4 separate regions of the Mus musculus genome follow, and all the other regions are linked to region 2. Evidence: chromatin contacts called from public HiChIP or PLAC-seq and Micro-C data. All regions are on one chromosome and are shown on one strand. The core of a region is the stretch at or near the end of the contact, and the rest is flanking DNA. Distances in the headings are between cores, read along the strand shown. Region 1 overlaps Creb5 (cAMP responsive element binding protein 5). Region 2 overlaps Creb5 (cAMP responsive element binding protein 5). Region 3 overlaps Creb5 (cAMP responsive element binding protein 5). Region 4 overlaps Creb5 (cAMP responsive element binding protein 5).

Evidence for each region. Hi-C and Micro-C count contacts between places; a contact is called where the count stands out from the background. HiChIP or PLAC-seq counts read pairs in DNA pulled down with a chosen protein or histone mark.
Region 1: a Micro-C map of macrophages shows a contact between it and region 2, with 4 times the contacts expected there. The contact joins two enhancer-like sites. A contact is called at or near these places in 6 of 484 Hi-C or Micro-C datasets (bone marrow-derived macrophages, erythroblasts, macrophages and 2 more), 2 of 115 datasets of contacts at active chromatin or transcription factors (bone marrow-derived macrophages and embryonic stem cells) and 1 of 9 other capture datasets (bone marrow-derived macrophages).
Region 3: a contact with region 2 is called in an H3K4me3 HiChIP or PLAC-seq map of bone marrow-derived macrophages, with 4 times the contacts expected there. The contact joins two enhancer-like sites. A contact is called at or near these places in 2 of 39 promoter capture datasets (cranial neural crest and macrophages), 4 of 484 Hi-C or Micro-C datasets (bone marrow-derived macrophages, embryonic fibroblasts, nephron progenitors and 1 more), 4 of 115 datasets of contacts at active chromatin or transcription factors (bone marrow-derived macrophages, cardiomyocytes and craniofacial prominence) and 2 of 9 other capture datasets (adipose tissue and macrophages).
Region 4: an H3K4me3 HiChIP or PLAC-seq map of bone marrow-derived macrophages shows a contact between it and region 2, with 6 times the contacts expected there. The contact joins two enhancer-like sites. A contact is called at or near these places in 1 of 484 Hi-C or Micro-C datasets (macrophages), 3 of 115 datasets of contacts at active chromatin or transcription factors (bone marrow-derived dendritic cells, bone marrow-derived macrophages and large pre-B cells) and 1 of 9 other capture datasets (bone marrow-derived macrophages).

The regions. Positions count from the first base shown.
Region 1 is chr6:53,446,405-53,451,793 of GRCm38.p6, reverse strand. It overlaps Creb5 (cAMP responsive element binding protein 5), which reads right to left. Exons shown (of 11, transcript NM_001327821.1): 5 at 4,076-4,248. Among named protein-coding and RNA genes, the nearest start is that of Gm38815, 22 kb to the left of the region's middle. Within about 2 kb of position 3,038, at least 77 of the 459 cell types and tissues checked have an H3K27ac peak or open chromatin away from gene starts, as enhancers often do. A contact at or near this core is called in bone marrow-derived macrophages, macrophages and pro-B cells, where this site is marked.
Region 2 is chr6:53,586,113-53,591,845 of GRCm38.p6, reverse strand. All of the region lies in intron 5 of Creb5 (cAMP responsive element binding protein 5), which reads right to left. Gm33392 (a long non-coding RNA gene) reads left to right here. Exons shown (of 5, transcript XR_377683.2): 3 at 1-40. Among named protein-coding and RNA genes, the nearest start is that of Gm33392, 3.9 kb to the left of the region's middle. Within about 2 kb of position 1,890, at least 135 of the 459 cell types and tissues checked have an H3K27ac peak or open chromatin away from gene starts, as enhancers often do. A contact at or near this core is called in adipose tissue, bone marrow-derived macrophages, macrophages and 2 more, where this site is marked.
Region 3 is chr6:53,388,417-53,393,944 of GRCm38.p6, reverse strand. Creb5 (cAMP responsive element binding protein 5) reads right to left here. Exons shown (of 11, transcript NM_001327821.1): 4 at 5,039-5,160. Among named protein-coding and RNA genes, the nearest start is that of Gm38815, 80 kb to the left of the region's middle. Within about 2 kb of position 3,279, at least 49 of the 459 cell types and tissues checked have an H3K27ac peak or open chromatin away from gene starts, as enhancers often do. A contact at or near this core is called in adipose tissue, bone marrow-derived macrophages, macrophages and 1 more, where this site is marked.
Region 4 is chr6:53,365,932-53,371,487 of GRCm38.p6, reverse strand. It overlaps Creb5 (cAMP responsive element binding protein 5), which reads right to left. Exons shown (of 11, transcript NM_001327821.1): 2 at 1,630-1,701. The coding sequence starts at 1,683. Among named protein-coding and RNA genes, the nearest start is that of Creb5, 81 kb to the right of the region's middle. Within about 2 kb of position 1,362, at least 66 of the 459 cell types and tissues checked have an H3K27ac peak or open chromatin away from gene starts, as enhancers often do. A contact at or near this core is called in bone marrow-derived macrophages, where this site is marked.

The DNA of each region.
Region 1 (5,389 bases), core at 1,789-4,288, 140 kb after region 2:
CTTTACTTTCGATTTTTATTCTTTATGGTTTGTTTTTGTTGGTTTTCCTCCGTGTGCCCGAGGGACCATCACTGGACACTGTCCATGACATAGCATAAGGAATTGCAAGGAAGCACCAGAAAGCAGCATAGGCTGGGTGTGAAGATGTGGAATCCATGCTAACGGCGCCTTCTTATATAAAACAAGTTTGACTCCCAACACTCTGCACTGTTTATTATGGGGAAGTAGAGTTGCCTAGCCTCAGCTCCGTGCAAATAGAGTTTATGACCCCATACCCACTTACTATGCATGATGTAGGCATTTGTACCCCACGGACTAGAATCTGAGTGAAATCAGGGAGGGATTTACCACCTAAGCAGCTTCATATATGCACTCTGTATTGCCACATTTGGCTAACTAATGCAACCAAAATGTTTCACGTGTATATATTCTAATGCATACAATTTTCATTATAAGCGATTACTGTGATGCCTCCCTCATCATGAGCATGCATTTACCCAGTATACAGAGAAGTAAAAAGCAAGAAGAAAATCCATAGAATAGGTCAGTGGGTCAACAGTGCCTCTAGCAACCTGTCAGAACCCTCTACTGTAGAACGTTGTTGAAGAACTCCGTGTCCTTCCTTATTATCTGCATCACCCACCCGAAGAGGGACTGCGCATGTATCACCTAGCACCTCAGAGGGAAACGGACTTCTCTAAGAACGCTTGGCTCTATTAGGATCACCACCTAGATTCTCCACTAACCCCCTGCTCCTCGAGAAATGCCTCATGTTAAGAGAGACACTGAGAGGCGCGTGGGATTTACATTGCGATTATCTGCTCCTGTGCCATCGTTCCCAGCCTTGGCTGACTTGATCCTGAGTTAATGAGCGTGTTATACGATATCTAGTAAAAATGACTGGGGTAGAGATACTGTTTGGAATGTGCCACATAGCTGGTTCAAGGCTAAATCGATTTCATCTCTAGCTAACACATGCTTGTTTTCTGTCTCTCTTGTCTCTCCACAACCCATAGCTCATTTTTTTTAACCCCATCTGGGAAACTTATCTCCTAAAACACCCCCATCAATCAGCCAAAGACACTCTTCCCGACAGGGCATCTGCCAGTTTTACTGAGCACAAGCAGTCACTGGTTTGGAGATGCCTCCCACATTCGCCAGAGCTGTGTGTTTTTCTAGCCTGTCTAACCACCCAAGTGCAATTTGGGATATTTATACTTCCCTGCAGTTTCTATTGAGATAATAGCACTACTTTTACAGAATTGAGCAAAGGGCATAGCAGGGGTTGCTGTGGAATAGAATAGAAGCTGAAGCTGCTGCGTGTCCACATACTTAATATTTCTTCACTTGTTTTGGTCTGCTTTGTCTCAGTGTCTGCCCCCCTCAGCCCAAGTGTGAAAACTAGATTCCTACAAGGGTATGTACCCTTGGTCGTGGAAGGCTTTACTGATAACTGGCATCACATCCATTTTGCAGACCTTTATGCCAAGCCTCTAAGCTTAACCTTTACAGCATGAAAAGGGGGTGGGGGCAGGGAAGGAGGGAGGGAAGAAGAGAGAGACAGAGACAGAGACAGAGAGAGACAGAGACAGAGAGACAGTGAGAGAGAGAGAGAGAGAGAGAGAGAGAGAGAGAGAGAGAGAGAGAGAGACTTGGCTACAGAATCTAAGCCCCAGTGAAAGGGAAGAAAAGACAGGGATAGGAGTCAGGCAGTCCCGTCTCCTGCAAAGTTCCAGTTGTGAATACACCCGCTGGCCACAGCACAAGAGTGTTATGCGTGGGCACAGGTGGGTCCCAGTCTCTCTGGCTGGATGCAGCTTCAGCACCTAGCCTGAATGAAGACTTTCATTGCTGTGTGCTGTTTTTGTTGGCCAATCGCCATGACAAACATTTGCAGGTGGCTTGGCCAGATTTTGACACTTAAATATTTGAGGTTGTGATAAAAATCAGAATATTACTACAATATGGTTCTCTATGCTCATGCATGTGCCCATACGCACACACACACACACACACACACACACACACACACTAGAAATTTTTAAAAAGCTATCTGCAATTTCAAATGCTCATTTGCCGACATCTCCCAGGGGAACTCGTATTTTAAAATGAGCACTCATTTCCTCTTTGCTGAGGGAAATAAAAGAGCCAACCATCCCCAAGTGTTACCACCTAGGGTTCCATACTCAATCCACTGGTGAGAAGGGCAGGGCTGGGTCCTGCTGAGCCCCTCGATCATCTGGGCAGAGCTTTGGATGGGTCACGTGGAGGAGAAGAAGCCCAGGAGTGACAGGATGTGGGGGTTTTGAATCAACAGAGTAAGCACAACAGGGAAGGATCTGGAGAAAAGAAATAGCCTCCCTCAAGCTGGGCAACGAGACAGAGACAGAGCCCTAGAAGTAACAATTATCTCCTAGAACACATACACACAACGCCCCCAAGAAGCAGAAAGAACGGCAGAGTGACACAGCCTACAAATGTCACCCAAAATGTACAGTCTGGGGCCAGCTGGGTAAATTATTGACAGAGTCAACACCCATCTTAAAATTTAGTGCTAGCCTTAAAAGGATTGCTTCATAAAACCCAGTGCTGCGTTAACAATGGGGAACACTAAGGGCCTCAGAGAGGGTTGTGGGCAGGGGTACAAGGGGCAGGCGAGGGCTGCAGGGGGGGAAGAATGCTGTAAAACTGCTAGTAAACTCTAGCACATTTTATGCTTTTCCCCCCTTGAAAGAAAAATAAAATAATTATAATTAGCTGGTCCAGCTGTGAATTGTCTGCCCGCAGCCAGGGCCCAAGAGAAAAAGGAGTCCCCCGGGATGCAGACACCATCTTTAATGAAGCCACATTACCTTCCAAGGACATTGTGGTTTAGAGATAGTGGCAATACTTGCTTTTCAAGTTGCTTGAGAAGAAACCATTAGCAAAGATACTTGGCTAGGACGATACCCGCATTTTAAAGCAAAAGCAAGGACCCGGACATCCACACTCACTGCCTGTGCTTTGTCCCTCTGAGTCACCTAACCGAGAAGTCTGAGACACAGTTCCCTATTCTAGGGCACTCAAGGAGTGAGCCAAGGCTTTGTCCTGTGCCCACTCTTGTTCTCAGGGAAAAGGCACTAGGAAAAATTGTAAGGAAGCCTCAAAATTGTGTTTTAAGTCACCACAGCTAGTAGCCCCCTGAGAATTCAGACTGCATTTGGAGGTGAGTACAGCACACAGCAAGTTCCCCTTCTGGTTTCAGGGGCAGCCAATTGCCAGTGCCCATCAATGTACGCACAAGAAGTCAGTGCCTCTCTTCAGAGGCATGTAAAGAACAAACTCCATCCTCATTCTGGAGATAAGGAAGTGGGGAGGTTAAGAATTCGGCGTTTCTAAGAAATTGATGAGTAATGCCCGCATTGCTGATGGTCAGACCACACTCTGCAGCAAGGGGCCAAACCAGTCATATGATGTAAAGAAGCGAGAACAATTTCCAAGACATGATATGTATAGATGTCAAGATACTTCTACCAGTTTCCCTCAAGGTCTTAATATTGCCTTGTTTCATAAATGAGAGGGAAGGGCCCTGCTTACAAGTATAGGCCAATGGAAAGGCCAGGAAGGGCTGACGAGAAAGAAATAACAAGAAAGAGAGGTGGGAAGAAAGACCAGAAAGAATGGCAAGTTGTGGAATACACAGGTGTCCCAGCCAAGCAGCTGCAAACCCCCTAGGAAGGAGTTTGTGGTTGGGGTCACACTGCCAGGAGGTGCCTGGGCTAGCAGAACTCCTCTCTGTTGCCACCGACCATTGCTCCTGAGCAGTCTTCTGCGGTCTGCATGACACCACTAATTTTGTCTGCCATTCACAAATCTTATTTGAAGAAATAAGGTCACATAATGAATAGCTTTCCCCCTCGACATCTAGGATCAAAATAGCCCCAAGCAAACGGAGACGCCTTTTCTCATCCAAAGCATCACTCTTTTGGCAGCATCATATCAGACGGGAAAAACAACAAATCCAAGCACTAGAACCAGGGAGAATATACAAAAGGTTGCCTGAGCTCTTCCAGAGACAGAGAGGAAGTCTTCTTACCCAATCTGGCGGTTGGTGGAAGGAGCCTGAGTGATGACCGAGCTGGACTGGGGAGAAGGCATGGCTTGCTGAATCACAACGCTGCTGTCATGGTTGGGCATCCGAGTGCTGCCTAGCTGGTGAGCTCCGGGTCCCGTCATGGTCCCACCAACTGTATTATGCATGGAGATATTCTGCCCAGAGAAGACAGAGGAGAAAGGTCAGAAGGAGCCAATGTTTCATCTACTCCCCACACCTCCAAGGCCAAAGCTGGAAATCTGACCGTGTTGCCTAAACAGAGTTAGAGCTTCTAGCAAGGCAAGGATTCATTTTTCTTGCTATACCTGAACAGTTAAGAGGAGGTGCAAAATAAATACTTATCCAAAAAGTGAAACATACCTGGAAATAAATGCCTTGACATTTGCTGAGCATACTGCCACCAGCCATCCTGAGGGAAGGCTCATGTGGCAGGAAGTAAGGATGGGTAGTGTATACCTCACCTGACTAAGTGATGCACACTGCACCAGAAAATGGTGGTACAGGGTGCTGTGATCTTGTGGATTTCATCCATCTTGATTCCGTGTATGCATCATACCAGGTCGATTTCCTTGCTTTCAGTTCTACAACACTATAGCCACCTACCTTCTTTTCAAAGAATCATATTTTTCTAGATATAATCATGGTGCTAAACAATCTATAAACTGTGTAGATTCCAATATAAGTTCTAAAAGTAGGTTCTAATGTAGATTCTACAATGTGATGGCTCTACTAGATCAAATTGGGGCCCTGGGCTCCAGTGTCAAGAATAACACAACATATTTCCATGTCTTAAAATCACCCTCTGGCAACCACATGGATTATTGGAATGATGGTACATGGAGCAGAGTAGCCCTTCAACAAACGCTATTGCCCAGATGAACTAAAGAAGCAATATCCGAGTCACACAACGGGCTACTGCCATGCCTGGATTTCTGATGATCCTGATGAAAGCTGTGGGGTTTGAAATAAGCTAAAACAAAAATGCGTTAAATAAGTATATTAGGTAGAAAAGCAAGCCAGTGGGGCACCAAGGTGGGAATGCATATGGAGGCCGAAGAAGACTGATCAAGGCATGAGGGCTGACATGTGACAAAGTCAGAACCTGGCAAACGAGAGAAGATGCACGGACATCAAGGCACAGGCAAGAGTCTGCAGCAGACCCCTGGGCAGGCAGGCAACATGTCCGTCAGCCTAGAAGGGCCGGGGAGTTCCAGAGGTTGATAGGAAAATAAGATGAAGATGCGGGGGAAAAATGGAGTGTCACTTGCAATTCACTTGAGGGAAAAAAAAGTATAT
Region 2 (5,733 bases), core at 641-3,140:
TGTAAAACAAGTTAATCTCATATTTTTTATAAGACTGGAGGTAAGGGGTGTGGGGAAAAAAAAATCCAGAAACAAACCAAAGGATGTGTGTTGAGTGCATGATTGTGATGCCTGGAGTGCCTGCCATCTTCTGGGAGAACTTGCCAGGACAGACTGCCCTGTTTCGGCTCTCACAGTGTGTCAGTTATCTAGACTGAGTTTGGCGCTCAGTAGGAGCTATAGTTTGAATGACTTAATGAGATTACTATATTCTATCCTGTCTCTCAATTCCTCGAAGTGGTACCCCTATGATTTATATGTGACAAGGATAATTTTTATTTTAAAATTCTTTCTCCAAGTCCTCACACATGTGAGGCAGTTGTTCTAACCCTGAGCCGTGCTTCCAACAACTTGTCATGATTTTATTTTTGATTTTTCTTGTCTTTTTTTTTTAAAGACCATGGTAACATGAAGTAGCATTCTGACTTTTAGGGAAGGTGTGGTCAGGTCAGATTAGCCCTTGTCTTAAGCAAGGGACATTGGAGCAGGGCAGGGGTTCTAGGAAGTCATTCTTTTGTACAACCTCCCAGAGCTACCTTCAAAGTCTACTGGCTTTGCAGGAGCTGAACTGATACTAATCTGAAACAATCAAATCTCAGCAATAAAGTTTGTAATTATGATACTTGGTATATACTTCGCACTTTGTATGGAAGGATCTCAGAGGCCTTCTCAGCCTGGGATGGACTGGACACACAGGCAAGTGGCCATGGCTGCTGCTTCCCTAGGGTCAGGGCTGCTTCTGTTATTAAGTAGCAAGATAGAGACAGTGGCCATGTTCTGTGCATGAACACACTCACCACACATACAAACACAGCAAGCAGATTACATACTAAAAGGCAAAAAAAGAGAGAGAGAGAGAGAGACAAACAAAACAAAATAAAATAACCTCCAAAACAACAACAATGAAACCTAAAAAGACTTGAATTTTGGATAAATTGGACTGTATTAGCTGGGTCAAACATTGAAAGCTAGGCTTCACTTTATTCTTAGTTATCATTAGCATGCTTGTATGTATGTACATGTATGAACGAGTGTGACTGTTTGAATCAGTCTTTTCTTCCACTATGGGGTCTGGAGAGCGAACACGGATGATAGGGCTTGTGTGGCCATTTCGTTTACCCACTGAGCAGTCTTATCAGCCCCAGGGTTGAATACTTTTGACCTGTTTTTCTTTGCTGTTTCTCCCAAGCCTCTTGTCACCGTATTTGTGAATACATTTGAAGGGGTGATGCACAGTGGAACACACCTCTCATCCCAGCACCTGGGAGGCCAAGACAAGAGGGTCACAATTGAGGCCAGCTTGGGTTCCACAGTGCAATTCTGCCTCAAAAACCAGTAAAGCCAACAAAGTATAGAATAGTTGTGGATAAATAAAATTTAAAAATTTAAATGTCTACATCTATTAAGGACATCAAGTCTTTTAAAAAAGCTTGTTTTTCTTTTAAGTTCATTGAGAAAAACAGACCAACAAACAAAAAATCTTTTAGGTGGAAATACTTTAGAAAAAGTCATGTAGAGGCACCTTTCTCTCTCCCCTGGTGGCCTTGTGTTGTGCCAAAGAGGGGTGACTTGTACTGTACCCAAATTACTCTCCAGACAGTCTTATTCCTGCCCTTAAATTAATGTGGAATTTGGGGTTTCACATTTAAAATGTAATTTGGACTCATTTTAGATGTCTTCCTACAGCTTAATAAACATCTTCCCCAGACAGATTCAGGGTCTGATTTTAATTTGTGGTAGGGTTGCAGGCAGCGTAAACGTCAGTTTCAGCTACAGAGAGTAAATCTGCCCTAGAAATAGAAACTGAAAGCGACTGGCAGTTCACTTGAGCACATACCACATGATGTTACCCACAGGAAGCAATGACTCCCTGAGAAGCCCCTACACTGGCCTGTGATGAGAGCCAAGTCTCTCCTCAGAGCCCTAAGCTGTGACCCAGAACAGAAAAGTTCCAGTGCTGCCTTCTCTGGATGTGTCGATCTGAAGTAAAATGGTAAAATGAACTAAGTTGTTGGTGGCGTAGGTTTGAGTATGAACAACCCGCAGGGCCACTACTGCTTCAGCCAGCCACTCATTCACCTGGGGGCCTTGGGCTAAGTCCTAAACGCCTCTGAACTTCCACTGCTTTATGTATAAAATATAAACAACTGACCAAGAATCTCAAAGAGCTTTATAACACTAAACTTACATCAGTTCCTGTGGTTCCCATAGTTAAGGAAGCTGACGTTGGAAGAGATCAACAAGTGCGTATTTCAGAGAAAGAATCCATCAGTTAAGAATATATCTGTCTAAAAGTCAAGGGAAATGGGTGAAGAATTTCTCACTGGGTGCTCTAGAACTCCAACTTCCTTGAACAATAGCAACAGCCCCCTTCTTCTTGGTTGTCCCTAACATTAAGCCTAACAGGGAAGGAAAGCAATGTCCTAAAGAGCAGGAGAGGGGACAATGTCTTCTCATGTACAGTCACAGGTATAAAACAAAGGTTTAACTTCATGTTATTTATTTGTATCTGCCATTTATTATCGTGCAGAATGACATTTTGAGGAGTCTTGGAAGACAGGCTCCCAGATGAATAGCTCTAACTTTTTAATGCAGTGTCCATTGGGACTGGCTGGAAACCTGGCATTTTGAAAACAGTAAAGATCCTTCAAACCCGAGAATGGAAGCATTGTAACTATCATGTATTAGATGCTACCGGCCCCGCCTGCTAAGCAGCCGGGATGACATTCATTAAGGTCCTATGCTGAGCTGTGGATGGTCACCCAGTGCCTGTGAAAGTTGTGAGCATCAATATGGTGGGCTAGAGACTGCCTAGAGAACTGGCTAAACACTATTCCTAGGGCAGCTGGACAAGTCTCCTCTGAGTAAAGCAATGTGCCTTCTCCATTTGAGTGTTCATCAAGCAACAGAGGGTCTGAAGGAAACCAAAGTTCTCAAGCAAAGGAAGGGGGTGCTGTCTCTGTATGATTACTTGTCTTCTCTTGATCTTGGGAAGGGACAACTCCCATGGATGCTTCTCTTTCTCAAGATCTTGGGAAGGGACAAATCCCATGGATGCTTCTCTTTCTCAAGCCTTCAGATTTCTACCAGGAGTTAGACTACCTGCTCGCCTGGGTCTCCAGCTGGTGGACAGCAGATTCTGGAGCCTCTTGACTTTCATAATATAAGCCATTAGCCAATTCCTTAAGTCAGGTAGGTATACAGGAGGTGGATAGATAGTTGGACAGCCCTCTACTTACGACAGGGCTGTATCTGGATAAACTCATGACAACTTTGTGAGTATATTTTGTAAGTCATAGCTGTATTTCATATACTATTGCAAGTCATACCTTAGCTGAGTTTACATAAAAATTATTAAAACATTTATATTAGTCTATATTTGAACAAAATTACTTATTCTAACAGTTATGTTATGGTAAAGTATCTCATTTGATTTATTGGGTCCTGAGCTGAAAGTGAAGCAGAAGGCTGGAAGAGTCTATGTTCCCAGCACCACAAACAACTGTAAGTCAGAGATCATCATCATCCATCCACCCACCCATCCATCTATCTACCCACCCACTCATCCATTCACCCACTCACCCATCCACCAACTCATCCATCCACCCATCCATCTATCCACCCATCCACTAACTCATCCATCCACCCATCCATCTATCTATCCACCCATCCACTAACTCATCCATCCATCCATCCATCCATCCATCCATCTGTCCACCCATCCACCCACCCATCCATCCACCCACTCATCCATCCACCCATCTATCCTTCTATCCACTTATTCATCCACCCACCTATCTATCCATCTATCCACTCACCCACTTATCTATCCATCTATCCATCCATCCATCCATCTCCTTCTTATTAGTGTGTTTCTCTGACAAAACTTGATTAATATAGTGCTCCATGCTTAGATTGTGACCCAAAGAGAGTGTCCCATATAACTTTACATATATTCAGTATGTGAACTAACAGAGTCTAGGTAGTAACATGATAGTTTAACATAGATATAATAGCATAGATATAAATAACGATGTCTTTCCAATCAAGTTCCTTCAAGTGGAGACTTCTAAAGTTGACCTGGACTCCATCCATTCTGGCACCATCCTCACTGCCAAGGTCCAAACACTATCTTCTCTTACTTGGTCTTCTGAAACAGTTTCTGCCTCTTGTGTTGTTCCTCTGTAGTCTAACTGCATTCTTTTATATATCTTTGTAAACTAAAAGGTTAGTCATGACGTTTTCCAGTACATCAACATTCTTCTATGGGTTTCCTTTGCATCTAGGACGTTCCCCCCCCCCCCCCCAAGAGAAAGCATCCTTTAAATGCTAAAGTGCTACACCTCTTGGAGGTAGTACTACTTTTCATTAATTTCCATGAATATAACAAGTTCTCTCCTGTTCCAGGGCCTTGACTCATCCTGTGGCCTATGCCTAGACTGCCTATCCATCTTCACTTTTGTTATTTTGTTATTCATCCTTTAGACCTTTGCTTAAACATTATTTTCTTAAAACTTTCTTCGAGTCCTAAGTCTGAGGTATGTCTAGTCTGTGGTGTGGTAGCCCCTGCTTGATACCATGTTGTACCTGTAGATATGTGTAATTGTTCAACGCCTGCCTCATATCTTCTATTCATAGCCCATGATAACTGGGGATGTGTGTGTCAGACATAATTATTCTGATTGATTTGACCATTGGGAAAGTTCATGCTTGCTGTCAGTTCATAGTGCTTCACGTAGAAGAAGGAGACAAGAGAATACCTACAGAGTCGCAAGGTTTATGGACCTGTAGAGATTCGACCAGAGCAGCACCAGGATGCTTGTCTGCTGTTGGTAACAGAGCTTCCTGAAGTCTGGGACTCTTTCTCTTACAGCACAAAGGGGAAAATACCAAATGGTTTGTTCCAGGAGTTCTGACTTTCCCTTTAGGTTAATGCCAAACCAACCACTCAACTGTTCTTATGAGAATTAAGTGCTTTCCACTTTTCTTTTTTTTTTTTTTTCTTTTTTTTTTGCCAGTGATTTCAGTTGCTTAAACTCTCCAGAAAGGTCAAAAAAAATTAACTTTTATTTTCAGTTCCCAAGCATCAAACCCATAAGCTGGGTAATCTTTTTTATAAATAAGGCATTCATTGCTCATAACTGGTTGTCAGAGCCACTGTCTGCTTCATAAGGAAGATGACATAACTTCTACCACGTGTGGTGACGGTGCTGGTGGTGTGTGTTAAGTGAAATAAATAAAAGCAATTATCTTAAAGTCCAATATGGATGAGAGAATTTGTTTTCCTAACGTGGAGTCAGCTTAGGGGTGCCAGAGAGCCGCTGGCATTCAAGAATGGCTGCCCAGGACAAACTTCTGGCAACCCCCTTTGGTTCACTGGTCCACAGCCAGTGCTTGTCTTCATAAATGAATTCCACATCTTTATTAAGTGAAGTAATTTTTGTTCATTATTTGAAACATACTTCAAATATTTTGTTTCATGATATCCTAATACAATTCCCCGAAGATCAAGGAAGATGGAAAAAAATCAATTATATATATATTTTTTCCAAATTTAGAGTGATTATATAAAGAATTACACTCCAACTTACTCATTACGATAAATATCATTTGACAACATTTTGAATAACTCAGGTGATCATGATTAAAGGTGTCCATAGGAAATTCTAACATGTTTATTAAATAGAACCCTCC
Region 3 (5,528 bases), core at 2,030-4,529, 200 kb after region 2:
TAGCTTGTCCTTTCCCCTCATGTGTGAAGGAGTCAATTTCCTCTAGGGAAAGACCTCACTTTTCATCATTTGAGAAGGAATTCGAGAGCATGGAAATGTCCTAATTTGCTATTTGTGCATCAGCATAATGAGCCCCATTGAGGTCCTATGGGAAAAATCCCAAAGCACACTGTGTTTCTTATCTGCAGGTCTTTAGCCATGTCAGGCTGTAATGTTGTATTTCTCTCAGAAGGACAAAGAATTTCATTTCTAGGCCCTTTGTCCTTCCTTCTTTACACACACACACACACACACACACACACACACACACACCACGTGCAAACATGTACAAAAACCATGTGTTCACATACATGCAAAACAACTTCTTGCACATCACATGCAAAACTGCTGCTGTGTCAGTAGATGCCTGCTTCTGTGTTACTCAGATTCTTTTCTAGAAAGGAATTAAATGTAAAAGGCCTTCTTTATCTCAAAACAAAACAAAACAAAAACCTCAAAACACACACAAAAAAAAAATACCCCTTTTTACTTTTCCTTTATTCTGACCTTGATCACAAAACTAGTGCCCCACCTTTCTCCTCAGAGTGTCTGAGGCAGCTGTACCTCAGTTTGACTCTTCCTGACTCAGTTTCCCCAGAGTTGAATAAGGCAGGAATTGGAGCGCTCAGGGAGACTGCCCAGGTCCAGGGTTAGAGGTCCACTGCACACCCAGCGCTGTCAGAAGCAAGTCCCTTCTGTCTTATGAACTGAGACATCAGCCTCTCCTCAACCTGTTCTGAAAAGCCTGCACTTTCTCTAAGCCTCCTCTTCCTGTTACTTTCAGTATATTCTGCCAGCGAAACCATTGCCTCTGTCCTTAAAAATATACTTAGACGCTAGCATGTCCTCCATCTCTATTTTGGGCAATTGTACTTCTAACATTAACCTAGATCCCCCCTCCCCAATTCTTCCTTAAATACTTTCTCTTCAGCATCCAACCACTGGCTTTCTGCTCAGTGTCCAAATGACTTCTAAAGCATTATGTCAGGCCCTGTCACTTCTCTGCTCAGAATCGCCCTATGGCTTCCTATCCCATTTAGAGTCAGAGTCAAAACTGACCACTCCAAAAGGCCTGCATCACCCTCGCCCTCCTGGGCCTGCCTTCCCATACCCAACTCTCTAGGGCATCCTTCCCTGACAACTTCTGCAACACACACTCCATCACTCAGTCTTAGGCCTTCACACTCAGTCTCTGTTTTCACAACTCATCTTTTCTGGCTAAGAACGTCTACTTGTCTACTTGGGTCTCTAGGTCCCCTGGGTCGGGATGCCCTCTCTGAACACACCCAGCCCTTCCTCAGCTCCTTGGCATTGAACTCCATAGTACATTGTGGGGCATTTTTCGCTGATGCAATGTCTGGTCCATAAGAAGTAAGTCACCTGAAAGCTGAGACATTTTGCGTACTTGTTTGCTTGTTTGTTTTAACCACTTGTATCTATTAGTGTCTTCATCAGTGCCTTGGGTAGCACTTGGTATATTGACATCTCCCTAAAACATTTCCTGAATGGAACCTGATGCACAGGCTTCAGGATACAGGCTGCGGAGTGCTAAGCCACGGGCAAGCTGAGCTTTGTAATGCCTGCTAGAGAATCATAACACGCTTTCAGAGTTGGAGATTTCTTACAGAAGAGTTATGAAGCAATGAGCTTGTATTGGTATCAAAAATAGAGGTCATCTTAGAGACTGGAATTTGCTGTGTAATATTGATACAGACACTGGGGTCTTCTGCCCCCGGCTGTGATCTGCTCTAACCTTACATTCCATAGACACACTGAGATTATTTTGGAAAAGGACATCAGAATTAAAGGCAGAATCAATAAGATGCAATTGTTTCGATGGGCACTGAGACTAATAAGCATCCACTCCCTATCTGCCTGGTGTCTAGAGCTTCTAACCCTACAGCTGGAAATGTAAAGAAGAAGCATAGGACATCAAAGGCCAATTCCCCAAGTGAGCGAGAACTTCCCTTCTGTAGAACTTTACTGATGAGCCAATTCAAGACTTGGACAGAGAGTGGGCAGGGGAGATGCCATGCAAGCCTGAGGGCCTGAATTCAGAAAGCCAGGCGTGGCATGTTCACACACATGAACACACACACACACATATGAGAGAGAGAGAGAGAGAGAGAGAGAGAGAGAGAGAGAGAGAGAGAGAGAGAGAGAACTCTGCTCAGGTAAAGAAATCAGAAAAAGGTTTGTGTGTAGAATAAAGGTGACACAATTGGAGTTAGGGATACATCTGAGAAACGGAATGCTTGCCTGTCACCTCCGGCACTGTGAAGAAGCTCACTGAAAATGAAACCAGCACCTGAATTGACAGGAAAGCAGAGGAGACGAGGAGAATAGGAAAATGATAAGGAATGCAGTGAACGTGGCCTTCACCATCTCTGCTTTTTTTCTTTTTTTTCTTCTTTTTCCTTTTTCTTTCTTTCTTCCTTTCTTTCTTTCTTTCTTTCTTTCTTTCTTTCTTTCTTTTCTTTCTTTTTTTTTTTTAATAAGAATAGATGAAGTGGGCAGCATTAGGCTGCAGGCCTTCAGGGATGCTAACAGCTCCAGAATAGCAGTCCTGGAGGAAGGCGAACGCACACTATCATATAGGGAAGGATAGGGAAGGATGCTGCTTCTGTGCTTTCCTTACCCAGGGGTTCTAAAGCCATGCCAGGGCATAAACCCCCAACACAGCCGCTTTGCTCATGAATCCCTGTGCATTAGTCACTGGGGAGCTGTCTCCTCCTGTAGTGATGACCACTCAAGGCTGGATTTGGTCCTTCTGGCTCAAACCAAACAGAGGGTGAGGGAGCCTCAACAAGGTGAATGTGGCCTGATTCCCAGTGCTTGCTATGGTGTCCTGGGGGGCTGTCTTCAGGCTCCTCTCCACTCCCTCAGCACACACCCCCACCATTAGCGTATCCCATGGCAACGAGCAACATTTGAACATAAGAGAATATTATTCTGGCCTCACCACAGTCTTCTGCTCAGTGTCACTTGTTTCATTATTTACTTTTTAAATTTCAAGGAGTTCATGTCGTTTTAACTTACGAAAAATTTAAAGCAAGTCACCAAAACCTGTCTAGCATGAAAATATTTTTTGTATAATTAGAAATCAGGGCCAGAGGAAATATAAACTAGAACTGAAAGTCTAGCAGATGGAGGAAGTAAAATATTACTCATTATAGTGGTCTAAAGAGCTCTCCTAGTTCAGCAGTACTCCGGGCTTCTCGAGGATGTAGCAGTCAGAACAAAAAGAGAAACACAGCCAGTCCATGCTTCTCATGGCCACAAGCAGAAAATGCTCGAGTTCCTCAGGGGAAGCAAACCCTTTCCTGGAATTCAGATCTGTAAAAACTGCTCACAGAAGGCTTCACTCGGGAGCCATGAATAACTCACAGTGAGCTTGCCTCAAGCCACACCCCCCAATGGAGGCGGCATGGAACTGTTCCTGGTAAAAGACCTTTAAGGAAATCAACAGCACGCACTTACAACCAGTCTATCAGCAAGAGTGTAGAGACAGATTTGACCGTACGTATCTTTATCTTAATCTAAGAAGCCCACTTTGACTGTCTGGAAATTGAATGACACTGTTTCCTCAAACAGTCTTCTACATATACGAACTGATCAAAAGAATTAAACTTATTAGTCCAACTAGTTTATTAATTAAACTGCATTGTGCAGGACTCCCGGGTCTCCCTTGCTATTCTCGTGAGTTTTTAAGTTTATCTGCACTGCAGTGATAAGCAGGCATATCTTCTAGGTTTTTGTAAAGTGTTTCTGAGAGTGCTTCAGACTTTATGCTTTGCCTCACAAAGAACAACAGATCTGAGCATGTTTGGAAAAGTGGGAAGAGAAGTGAGAGGGCAGTTCATTATAATCAGAGTGAGCTGCTTGAGACTGTATCCTGCATCGTGCATTTTACTAAGACAGGGCGGCTTAGTCACCATGAGCTAGCCCTGAGCTAGCGAGACATGTGAATGTGACATGAAAATTGGATGGAGAAGGATTATTATAATCATACGCATAGGAAGAGTCAAAGGCTTGGAAACAGAAAATTATCAAAGCTTCTTAAAACCTCCAGTTAAAGCGTCTGGAATTTCAGGTCACAGCACATCTAGCTGGGTGTCCCCTTTAACCATCTTCCGCGTTCTACACGTCTCTGCATGGACTGTGTCGCCCATGCTCAGCTCGCTGTGTGAGTTCAGTGACACCCTGTGACAGTAGCCAAGAACTCACGGGAAGCACACTTGTCCAAGTTACCTGTGGGCCCACCTCCTTTCCTTAATCTTGTGAGGTGATTTTTAAATTCTACCAAAACTTTAAATATGTGGACGAAATATATAGACAAATATATGGACAAAAAGAACCTGAAGAATCTCACTAAGAGACCTAGAGTTGTAGCTAACCGGTTTGTCTCACCAACAACATAGGTAACGTGACCAGGAAGTGGTTATACTCTTGGTGGAGAACAAGCAGAGATTATGGAAAGCAGACAGCTGCAAGCAGGGCCTGAATCAGATGAAAATCCTCTTTTCTGCCTTTTGAGGAGTTTTTAGCCTTTGGCCTGATCTCCTCTGAACGCACTGCGTATGCAAAATCTGCTGTTAAATACTTAAAAAAAGAAAAATGAAAAAATAGCAAGGTGAATTCATTTGGCACAGCTTTAAGAATAAGGAACCTTGAATTCCATGTTTCAGACACCCATTTCCCCACGATTAATCGGAGCTCTGTATGCTCTCACAATCAGAGATACACCACTTTAGAAGAAAAAAACAGTTTGACAGACACCCACAAATCGATAAAACACGATTACAAACAGGCATGTTGGCACACACCTGTAACCTTACTGTCTGGGAGACCAAGTAACTAGGATCGTGAGTAACAGCCTGAACGACTTAGCCGGATCTTTTCTACTGATCTGTGAACAATTCAACACACTTTGCAGTGGCAGACACACCCCACACCGTGCTGGGCGACACACCTCCGGTGTCCACCCGGGCCCACCTACCCGCTTGCTGTTCTCTTCCTCTTGAGCCTTCCTGAACTCGTGCTCAAAGGAGCAGTCCAGCTCGCTGAAGAGACCCACCTCTTCACAGTTCTTCAGGAATCTTGTGGGCGTCGGAGTCTGATCTGAAAGCAGAGGCCAGAGATCAATAACAGAAAATTTCCTCAAATGCATTGTAAATAGAACCAAACTCCTTTGTACTCTCCCATCATCTTAACAGGATGCTCAACAGCTGCCGACAATCTCCCAGCCCTTTAACCACAATTGCCATGTGGAAGGAAAAAAGCATTGAGAAGAAGAGAGCCACTGGGAAGAAGAGAGGACTTCCCAGCCCTCCTGACCACACCCGCACCCTCACCCCTGGACAACAGTAAACATTATTCTTATCCTCCATATCTGGAGTCAATATCATCTGGATAGACATCACCATGTGAATGGGAACGAGCCTTTTTATTTTAAGTGGTAAAAAAATAACTTAGCTAAAATCAACTCC
Region 4 (5,556 bases), core at 113-2,612, 220 kb after region 2:
TAATTTTATTTTGATGGATCTCTGGAGGTCCTGTTCCATAGAGAAACCTTTCATTTCCCCATGCTCTGCCCCCAGCCCCCAAGTAAAGTCAGCTCCCCAGTGTGGTCTGTTGCTTCTTTATGAAAAAAAAAAAAAAACGCAACCAACTAGTTAATTTGTGATTTCATCATATGATTATAGATCTAATGCCCAGACCAGATACGTGTGTTTAGAGCACTGTGGTTTTCATGGGGCAGCTAGAAGCCTAGACACAGGTAAGTGCAGAGAAAGGGTATAGGCGGCTTGTAATAAATAAAACTTAATGTCTATTGCCACAGCCGGGCAAAGCAAATCCCTCCAATCACCTGGGTTCCTTTGGACAAGGAGGCTTTCCTTTGAAGAAACTGAGGGGTGCTTTTGTTTTAGTTAGGAACCAGGTTTTAACTTAGTAAGAAGATATTCTGCATTTACCATGGAAAGTCCTTATCTACCAGGATTTTCCCAGTTACTTATCAACCTATCTAGATTTCCCTAGTGTTTTCTACTTCACAGGGGCTTTCAAAACCCGTTTGCTCCAACATACTTTTCCTCTGCTAGTTTTCTTGTTTACAAGTTAGAAAGAAACACTGGCACAAACTCCTCTGATGCAAACGCCACGCTTTGGCTGCTCGGCAGCAACACCAGCAGCAACATTCTATATTTCTGGGAATGTGTTTCTCCAAAAACCCCTCTTCACATTCTCCTAGAATCCTCCAGGAACTCTGGGAAATAAAAATAAGAAGGATATTCATCTGAATTGTCCTGATCCCTAGGTGTTGCCCCACACCAGACTGCCAACACTATCACACAAACTAATGGGGGTGGGCCTTGGTTTCCTTGAAGGTATATGAAAATATGAAACGAGTGTAATCTTCCACGTCAGCAAAATGCTTGAGCTCAGACTCGGAAATGTGTCCTATCTGCCATAAAATAAAGATCTTGGTAGGAAAACCATTTCTACATATCTAAACCCCCTGGAACATGGCATTACCCAAAGATAGACTCTTGAGTCAGGAACAAAAATGTCACCTTCAAGTTTAAAGATAAAATGCAAAAATTTTAATTTCCACATAAAAACAAGATTGGACATTAGCTGAACACTAAGAAGAGACCCCAAGATTCTATCCTGCAAGCCAAGATATCCACTCCTCTTAACACGTTTGTGTCCAAGAACTATAGTTCAAGAACAGGCAGTCATAGGGGCGTACTTCTTCTCAGAAAGGAGTGGGAATCCAACCCATGACTATGAAACAACTCCTAAAAAGCACCCAGCATACATGCAAGCATAAGTACACACCACCTTCCCCTTTCTGAATGACAGTCCAGCGGAAATGGTGGGCAGGATGTGTCTGGCTTGCTTCCGGAGGAAGTTACTCATAGGGATGTCAACGCCACTGTGTTTTGGGGTGAAAGGGAAGTATTTCAAACTCTAAAGTGTGATCCAACAGTAGTGAAGATGAGAGTCCTGATGTCAATGGTTTGGGAGAGGCTGAAAGCATTTCAGTGAGGAAAGAAAGCCCAGTGGCTATGGTGGCCCAATGGGAAATAATCTTCCAGGGGATGGGAGAAGCATTTCCTAGCAGCTGGAGCACAGAGGATCCGCACACTCACCTGGGAGCAGCCTGGGGCACTGCAGACAAACGGCCTCTCCTGCTCCAAGTTCATCTTGGATTCCTCATAAATCTGAAGGGTTAAAGGAAAACAGAAACCCATGAAAATCGCTTTCCTCTGCTTTAAATGCATGAGAAAGACAATCACGGGGAGACATCTATTGCCATTCCCTAAACTGAAAAAGTTACACACGAACACAGTGAACATGGACCCCGTTCCAGTTCTTTGGCTCTCCTGATTCCAGTTCCTAGTGTGCTCTCCTTAGCGCATATTAAAGAAGCCATAATGATGTTGGAACCTAAAGCCTGCCCATCCAAAGGGAGCTGGTGGGTGCTACTGTCGGGTTAGAAGACCCCAGCAAGATCCCAAGGCAAAGCACAGCACCTGGATTCTAAGGAGAACTCTGAAACCGGGGAAGCCAGAGGGAGGCTTTTCAATTCTGTGCTCACCCGGCAGAAATTGAGTGTGGTCAAAACTGCCTTTGCCAATGATCCCAGTGCCAGGAAAGTGCGGCCTACATGGCTCTGTGGTTAACACACCTGTTGCTGTTGGCTTTGTTTCTTTTGCAATGACAGGAAGAACTATGCAAATTTAAGGGGCATTACTTAGGTGGTTTTCCAAATATCCTAAAACCAGCATTAGAATTGTGCTTATATATTGCATGCACTTTAAAGGGTATGTGGGTCTATTGTTAAGCTTCAGAACCGACTGCCTTAACCCTGGGTACAAGAAGCAATGTTTCTTTAAAATGCTGGCCATGGGTGATTCCAAAAGGAAGGTGGTGGCAGCTTGGCATCATGGACGAGTCGAGTCCCACTGTGCAAGTTCGTCCTATTTGTACATTTTATACTTGCTTCTCCAAACACTAGTATCTCATCCTCTCACTTTTCCAAAACGTAAAGTGAGGAATGTTTGCCTTAAATAACATTGCCAGTCAGAGATGAAAATTCAAAACTAAAAACAGGGGGGGTTGGGGGAGGTAAACCCCCTCCCAACTATGATGTACTTGGCAGGCAGTTTCTCAACCTGTGGGTCATGCCCCGATTGGGAGGGTCATTCACAGGGGTCACATATCAGATGTCCCACATATTAGATATTATGTTACAACTCAGAACAATAGCAAAATTACAGATATGAAGTAGCAATGAAATAATTTTATGGTCAGGGGTCAGCACAGCATGAGGGTTTTAAAAGCTTGCAGTGTTTAAGAAGGTTGAGAACCACTGCTCTGGAAGGACTTCACATGGGCTGATTAGCATAACTTTATGCTTTACTAAATTAAGCATTATTTTGTATGTTCCTTTTCTGAGTTTATTTACATTTTTCTTATGAGCTAATGTTCTTAATTTTTGTTTTTCAATAAACACATATTTATGGAATATAAGGTAGAAATCCAACAACTCATATGCGTCCTGTAATGTTCAAATTGTGGAAATTAGAATGGCTCCTTAAACACTGTGTCTTGGTGCTTGGACCATGCAAACCTTTCCCTGCCACTGCTTCCAAGCATATGGAAAATGTTTTATGTTTATGTATTATATTTACAAGAAGAAATTAAAACCTAGGTGTATTTGAAATCTCTTCTCTTATCCAAAGAAAGTTCTAAGCAACAATATTTTCTATCTTTTTATTTGTTTATTTAATTTTAATATTGCTGATCTCAGAACATCACTGCTTCCAATGACAAAAAGTAAAGAGCAATGATTTTGACTGGGGAGGCAGAGTAACCACAATAAACTAGCTTAAGAAATAGAATAAAGTAGCTTACCCTCTAATTAAATCTGCCATGTTTGTCTAAAAAAAATTCAGTGCTTTCCTGGAAATGCCTTTGTGTCTGTGAGTCTGTCTGCTTGGCAATGGCTTCATGCCTCAGTGTCCCCACCTTGACAATAGGTGTAGCAATATTTATCTTCAGCCCCTTTGTTCCTGTATCTGATTCCATGGCTTAGGGTCTGTCAGACATTTTGGAATCATGGAGAAGAGCAGGGTGGGAGGTGGGAGGGGAGCTCGTTTGCCTGTGTGGCTCTTTCTTGAGGGCCACTTGAGAGCTTCATTTGCTAATGCCATGATGGAACAGCTTGTTTACAATCAAAATGAAGATTACATGATAGTCAAATGGGAGAGCTCTATGTATGCATATTTATGGTGGACATCAGAAGGTAATAATTAATGATAATTAAATGAATGTCCCAGCAACAGCTACTGTTGAGTCTCTATAGAGTTTAACGAGCCAACGTAAGGGAAGAGTTTGCTAAACTCAGGGATTAAGTCTAAGAAGAAATTGTCTTTCTACTATAATCACTGCTCGATCCCAGTCCTTGACCCACCAACGTGCTGGCTGGGAAACATAAACTCAGGCTCAGTGAACCGATATTCTAGAGCTCTGTTTGACCTCCTTAATCACCAGTTACCATTTCAGCTTCAAACATCTTAGAACCAAACTCTGATACTCATGCTTGAACACATTTCTGAGCCCAGCTCCACAGACTTACTCTGAGGTTCTGAGCTTCTATTGTGGGACTGACGTGTTCAGAGGAATATGATTAATATAATTTGATAAATACTGACATGTATTAGCAAGAGACTTTATACTTCAAGAGACACAATATGAGACGCACAAAGTCTCTTCAACAATTGAAAGCACAAGCAGTAGTGCATTCCACTGTTACTACTGTCCTTTCCGTTTATGTTCCAGACAGAGACGAATCTGTAGCAACTTATTAAATGATATGCAATAAATATGGAGCAAATCTGTTTGGCAACAGAACATTGAAATAAAAGTCTTGAGGCACACAGCCGTTGCTAATATAAAAGTAGGTTTTAAGGGAGCAGTAAGGTCTAATATGAGTGGGTGTATGTATACTGTATAAACCTCAACTACTTAATTTTGATGATCTACAGTTCCCACATGCAACTCCTGCAAACAACACTCGCTTGCTAATTCCTCTCCATGTAGGTGCTTGCAATAGACTTTCTAAATGGAACCGCTCTGCCGTGTAGACCTCATTACTTTTATCAACTGGTATGATCTGGTCTGATGTATTAGTCAAAAGGCATGGTGGATTTTTTTACGGTCTATTATTATGGTTTCTTTCTAGCGTATGGTACAATAATTACACCATCAGACCCTTACTGAAGCTCCACATGGGTTCTTTTATCACCCACCAAGTGGGGCAAATTATTCAGATGGGCTCTAGCCAGGTTGTTCCACACTTGGTCCTCAGAAGCAAGACCTCGTCCTCATTTCCCATTCAGATATTTTACAGGCTGGGATTTTTTTAATAAACCAAGTTTGGTTTGGCAATCACCACAGCCTAGGCTCCACTGCCTACAGCTTCCATAGTAGGCGTTCAATAAATATTTGTGGAATATTAATGAACCTTGAATCATCACAATAAATTGTCCCAAACAACCTTCTGTTCTCAACTAACTCTGGAGGCAACATTTTGCCCAGTATCAAATTTCGAGAGATGAGAGATTGTGTGGGACACAGACTCTTTCTCTTCTCTGGGTATAGTCTTAAAACATCTCCCCAGACTAGGTGGGGGTGGGGAGCCAAAGGTGCTTTTTTTTTTTTTTTTTTTTTTTTTTTGGTGGACAAAATTAGGAGGAAGCTAGTTTCTATCTGTTCATGTTCATTCCATCAGATATCGCAAGCAAGACACTGGGTCACTGGGCTGTTCACAACCCTATAGACCACCCTTTGAGGAATCCTGACTTTGGCTGCACAGATGAGAAGTAGCCCCACTGTGGCGGATGTTTCTAGCACTTAATAGTTTTTAAATAGCACCGTATTAATTGTTCTTTCCCTACTGTCAGACTCACTGTTCAGCTAAAGGGAACACTTCATGAGTCTAACTCTTCTTCTCAGCCTTTTGGAAAACAATTAAGGATCCTAATCACACAGTTTAGTCTCTCACAAAGCGA